Regions from separate parts of the Zea mays genome. Here region 2 is linked to region 1. The links are chromatin contacts, called in public Hi-C maps. All regions are on one chromosome and are shown on one strand. Each heading gives the region's core, a stretch centred on a gene start, on an enhancer-like site or on the middle of the called end of the contact. The rest is flanking DNA. Distances are from core to core; before and after follow the strand shown.

Evidence for each region. Hi-C and Micro-C count contacts between places; a contact is called where the count stands out from the background.
Region 2: a Hi-C map of tassel shows a contact between it and region 1, with 2.4 times the contacts expected there. The contact joins the promoter of LOC542598 here to the promoter of LOC100216974 in region 1. A contact is called at or near these places in 2 of 25 Hi-C or Micro-C datasets (endosperm and tassel).

Annotation. Positions count from the first base shown.
Region 1 is chr1:236,554,666-236,557,386 of Zm-B73-REFERENCE-NAM-5.0, reverse strand. It overlaps LOC100216974, which reads left to right and starts at 1,353. Exons shown (of 8, transcript NM_001317379.1): 1 at 1,353-1,650. LOC100286228 (mitochondrial import inner membrane translocase subunit TIM16) reads left to right here. Exons shown (of 4, transcript NM_001159116.2): 4 at 1-155.
Region 2 is chr1:237,027,256-237,030,019 of Zm-B73-REFERENCE-NAM-5.0, reverse strand. It overlaps LOC542598 (malate dehydrogenase 5), which reads left to right and starts at 1,345. Exons shown (of 7, transcript NM_001112133.2): 1 at 1,345-1,465. The coding sequence starts at 1,423.

The DNA of each region.
Region 1 (2,721 bases), core at 104-2,603:
TAGTATGCAATGCGGAACCAATAAGCTTTGTGTGCAGCGACTGAAACTCCTACATGTGTAAGACTGATCAGTAAGGTCTCACTGGGCTCTGGCTCGGTGGCGCTTACAACTTTGTTATTTTGCCATATGATGATTGTGCCAAACCATTATTCTTGATACTACCTGCATTGATGTGAAATCCATAATTTTTACTCTCTCCGTCCTAAAATATGATTTATTTTAGCTCTTGATGTTTATGTCTATACTCAAATAGATGATGATGAATGTAGAAATATATAAAATATATAAATCAAGCATTATGGAGCTATTAGTTGTATTATGAATCTATTAATTGTATTACGAATCTATTAATTATTTAAAACGAATTTTAATTGGCGACGGAGGGAGAACTTTTCGAATTTTTGATTGAGGGTGTCGGATGGAGACATATTGGAGGGGATGTAGGTTCGGCTTGCGTGTTGGAAACATTTGCTGTCCTTGCTGTTAGGCTGCCAAACGGGCATGTCCTCGTTTGTGAGGAAATAATGGTGGTCAGCCTATCAATCCGGCGAAGAATTCTGCATGATTCCAAAATGTTTGGTACTGGTTCCAGTGTCCGGCTGACCAATTGCGCTGTTACATTTCATTTTACGAGACTCGGCAGCAGGTTCAAAATCGTTTTTCTTATACAGCTACTAGTATATCTTTAGCCTAGGCCCAAGGGTGGTGGTCAGTCCTCAGCTGATGCTCGCTGGTCCACTGAAGCCTGATAGTGATAGCTGGTTGTGTGCGGTGTGCCCCCTTCGGATCACCAATCGTGTTTCTGTTCCAGTTCAACCGTGCAGAAAATTCAGTATCAGTCGTTTTCATCCAGCGATGTTACTGCGAGGTACGAACAGAAGGAGAAGTCCTTCATTCCCTTTCCATTTGACGGGATCGCTGGAACGGACCCCGCCGTGTTCGTGCATCGCGCTTGTCAGGATGCTATTGGTGGGCCGGGCTGCAGTGCAAGGTTGGATAGCAGCGTACGCGTCCCTAATTAAAACAGCAGCTGGGGCCTTTGGGGTGAGGCAGCCGAGGTGTCCAAGTGCAAGTGATACGAGTACGATACGTATAATCATTATCATTATCAAGTAGGGGTTACATATATCGGACGATAAATGTACGTATCCCGGGAATACACAAACACACACAGTCCAGGTAGGGCCCATGTATCAGAGAGTAGGACTAGGGACTTGTGTACACTGGTCTGGATGGAATCATACCGTGGCCCTCGTGGCCTCGTGGGTGGGACACCACACGTCCTACACTGCGAGCGCGAGGCAAGAGGAGGGGGAGAAGGCGACGCGGCGCGATCATGCGAGCGACGGCGGGCGTTTGAGCTGTTCGCCACCTACCCCTCCCTCCTTCCTTTCATTTTTCTGGAAGACTTCTTCGGCCTCACGCATCTCCTCCTCCAATCCAATTCACAAACACACACGGGCAATCAATTAGCAGAACCCGCGCCACCCCCCTTCCTCGGAGTCGGAGCGAGTCGAGGAACGGCTCGTCTGCCTCTCCCGTTCTCCTTCCTCTCCTCCCCAGAAGATCCGATCCATCATCGAGGACTCGCCGGGAAGAATCAAGGATATATAGATAATATACAAACAAAGGTTCCTCCAGAGCCCAGAGGTGCGTACGATTCCCCCCCACCCCCGATCGCTCGCTGGCTTACCTCTATCTGTTGTTCGTCCCATTCATTCGTCGTCGATGCGATACGTTTGGCCGCTTGTCTACTTTGATTGATCGTTGAGAACCGGGATCCTTTTTTTTTCCTTCTCGGGGGGTAAACAGGATCAGGAAATTCAGGATTCCGTTGGTGCGTGCGTGCGTGTGTTCGAGTCGTTGTGCACACACACACACACCAGGAAAATCTCCGCAGGCCGCAACATCTTGTCCGCCCCCATTTCACCTTCGTCTCCAAACTGGAGACGGGCCGCCGCCGTACGTCCGTCGCCTTCAGTTTTACGGGCTCTTGTTTCCGACGATCGACGCGCAGGAGCTCGGGCCCCCGCCCGTTTTTCGAGAACACGTTGCCAATTTTAGAGAAGGCGCGTGCGCATTCTTGTGCGTCGCATGTTTTCCGGAGCGTGCGCATCCGTGTGTTGCGTGCTGGAGACTGGAGAGCAAGTGGTGTTAAGGAGTAGTACAGAATTAGCAACGCGGAGGAGTTGGTGGCCGAAATGGCTCCTCACGTATGAACTAGGTCAGGCTGATATACTATTAGTTACAGAATAATCTTAATCTTGGTTAGAAGTTAGAACCCACCTTAGACAGACAGGGGTGGCTTTCTGAATAGACAGGCATGCAATAGATGTTGCCAAGCTGGTAGTCGTAAGCGTCACTGTTGCCAAGCTGGTAGTCAAACCAACCGAAGGGACTCAGCACAAGCACTGCCTAGTGCATAATCCGACGTGGCAGCGCTGCACTGGCCTGACTGAGGAGGAGCCCCTTTGTTCGCCTCTGTGCGTCTGCGCAAATTCCTCACCACGTCATCGCGTGCGTGGCGCCGGTGTTTGGTTTAGGTAATCTAGTAATAAAAGGGATTGAAATGGATTGATATGTATTGTGATAGTTTTTTGATTTATTAGGAATTTATACACTCTCCAATCCCTCCAAACCATTTCAATACTAAAGTAACCAAAGTTTAGTTTGTGACTTCGTGTCATATCAAATATTTGAATATCAATTATGAGTATTAAA
Region 2 (2,764 bases), core at 96-2,595, 470 kb before region 1:
GTCGGATGAGCTTCTGGCTTCAGTCGACCTTGAAATCAGTCAAGAACAACTCTTCGAGTTATGTCTGCATCTTTTTCCTGGCGTTTTCCAGCCTATGATATTTTTCAACCTACAGGTCATTCGTAGTCGGCTTGATGTTGCTAGAGAAAATATCGGTGTTTCCTTTGAACCGACCATATGACACCGATCTGGTAAATCCAATCTCAGTTTTCCTAGCGGAGTCATCAAAAACTGTGTTGACGCAGATCTGGGCGCCAATCACTGGAGTTGTTCAGCTCGGCAAGCTAGGGCCGTCAATCTCTGCGGCGGCGCGGACGGTCCGCGGCCTAGGGCCAGATGGTCCGCGACCTAGACAACAGGAGCTGGGTTCCCTGCGCCGAGCCAGATGGTCCGCGCAAGCGTAGGGCGGCAACGTTCTCTATCGACACCTGGATCTCGCCCCTGGTAAGGGACTTCGTCAGGGAGGGAGATCATAGGGTTTGTCTTGGGATCGACATGACACCCAAGACGTCTCTAGACGACGTATAGTCGCGGTGAAGATTGAGATGAAGAAAGCTATGCTACTGGCTATTCATAGGACAAAAAAGTAAAGTACAGATTGATTGCTTTAATTAATGGTGTGGACAATCGACCATACCACATAAATAAAAATGTCATGTAAGCAGACTTAGAGTTTATTATTGTAATTGCTCTTACTCCCAAGTCCCAACCAAACATAGTAGTAAGAAAAAGTATCGTCACATCGCGTTTCCCTATCGGTCGAAGTAGCTTTCAAATCTTTAGATGTGTGGATAAAAAAACGGCTGGTGATCAAAGCCATCGGTACCTATCAAACCTATCACCAACCCTATCGTGAATGAGTGCCATCTTCCTCACGCCACGCTTCTCGAATCTCGAGAGACATCTCCTCCACAACGATAATGTCGCCGCTTCGGTCCTGTAAAACAGCTCGCAAGAAAAATGCAGAAATCAATCGAGCATCATCCAGCTTGCCAAGCTGCCATGCTGTCTAACTGACAGAAGGACCCCACCATCTTGCTCCACTCCGTACTACTGTACGTAGTATTCATCGCCGAAGCCGTGGGCGGTGGGCCAGCGCCCACAGCGTCAAGCGTCACGCCGTCACTTGCGAGTCTCCTGCCTAAAGACACACCAACCAATCAGAGCCAACATAGCACACTGACGTCAGGGGCCCGCTGGTGTCGGGCCAATTGTCAGTTACTGATAAGCACGCTGTCATTATCGGGGCGTGTGACAGTGGATTCCCAAGGCTTCCCCGTCACAGCGACGTTGTTAAATAGTGGCCACCCATTGCCGCGTTCTCTTCGCTATCCCTTGGTTGCCGCAGCCTCCAAAGCCACTCCCAAACCCCCGCTTCCAGAACCTTCTCGAAGCTCCCCGCCGCCTCCTCCACTCGCACCGATGGCGAAGGAACCAATGCGCGTGCTCGTCACTGGCGCCGCAGGTACGGTGCTGAACCTTCCCTCCTTCCCGATCCGCGTAGTATCCGGTGTCGTCTGGTCCCGGCTCGGATCTGGCCTAGTCCGCCCGAGCCTGAGCCCGAGCTCGATCCGATCCTGTGTGGTTTAGAGTGTGCTTAACTCGCTAGATCTCAGTTTTTATCGCTCGATCTGATGGTGTTTAGGGCGTTTGGGTTGACGTAGTTTTGGCCAGTAGAACTGTAGAAGGGCTCACTGTCACTCTCCTTGTTCAGTCGGTGAAGTTGAACCGATCCGCGGTGCTAGCTGATCTGATCAGTGGTTGGGCTTGATGGGTAGATCCTCGTGGTAGTCACTTGATCCAGTTGACTCGCTAGCTGCACTTAATTAACTGCTTACTCTTTAGATAGTTGATTTTACTGCTGCGATCTCTAGTTGAACCTTAAGGGCTCCGGGATAGCAGCAGGTTCGGATCCGGTGGTTTTGGAGTCAACGGCGTTTTGGAGCGAGTGGTTTTGATATATTTCATCCCATCAGACTATCTGGTGGGACTTAAGTTACAGATCTAGGTACTCCACCCATGGAGTTTACGTGCTAAACTTGCATGAATTCTGTCTACACGATCACTGCGTGAGTGATGTAACCTTTTAGCTGTTCAGATAGGTGCCTTAATAATCATGTAATGTAATGGAACTTCCTCAAACATTAAGGATGGTGGTGTAGGCATCCAGGGGTCCAGGCTGCAGTTGTTTGGGGCCCATGCTTGACGCGTTCACTCTTTTCATCTTTTGTAGCATGTCATCTGAGTTCTTGCATTTCTATTATCATAACCACAGGGTTTGGTATGGATTAGCCAAAAGTTAGTTAATATCCTGCTTATTTATGGTAGCATATGTCTGGCATTCAGTTATAAAATTGCACAGCGTGCTTGACACTTTTCTTGTATATTATTGAGCTATTCTTAGGGGGTGTTTGGTTTGCCCCTGCTAAAATTTAGCCCCTATCACATCGAATGTTTGAACCTCCGTTCGGGGTATTAAATGTAGTCGGATTATAAAACTAATTTCTCAGCCGAAGATTAAAAAGTGAGACGAATCTAGTACAGTTGGTTGGGTCAATATTTTATACTCCTATTTGAAAGTCAAACGCTTGATGTGACCCGGGCTAAACTTTAGTCCACAGAACCAAACACCCCCTTATAAGCATCTACTGTGATACAACAATTGTCTACTGCTTGTGTCATATTTGATGGTATTAGAGTTGGTGTACAATGCGTATTTACTAGTTCCATTTTTATATGCTTGTACTGAGTTAAAATATGATGC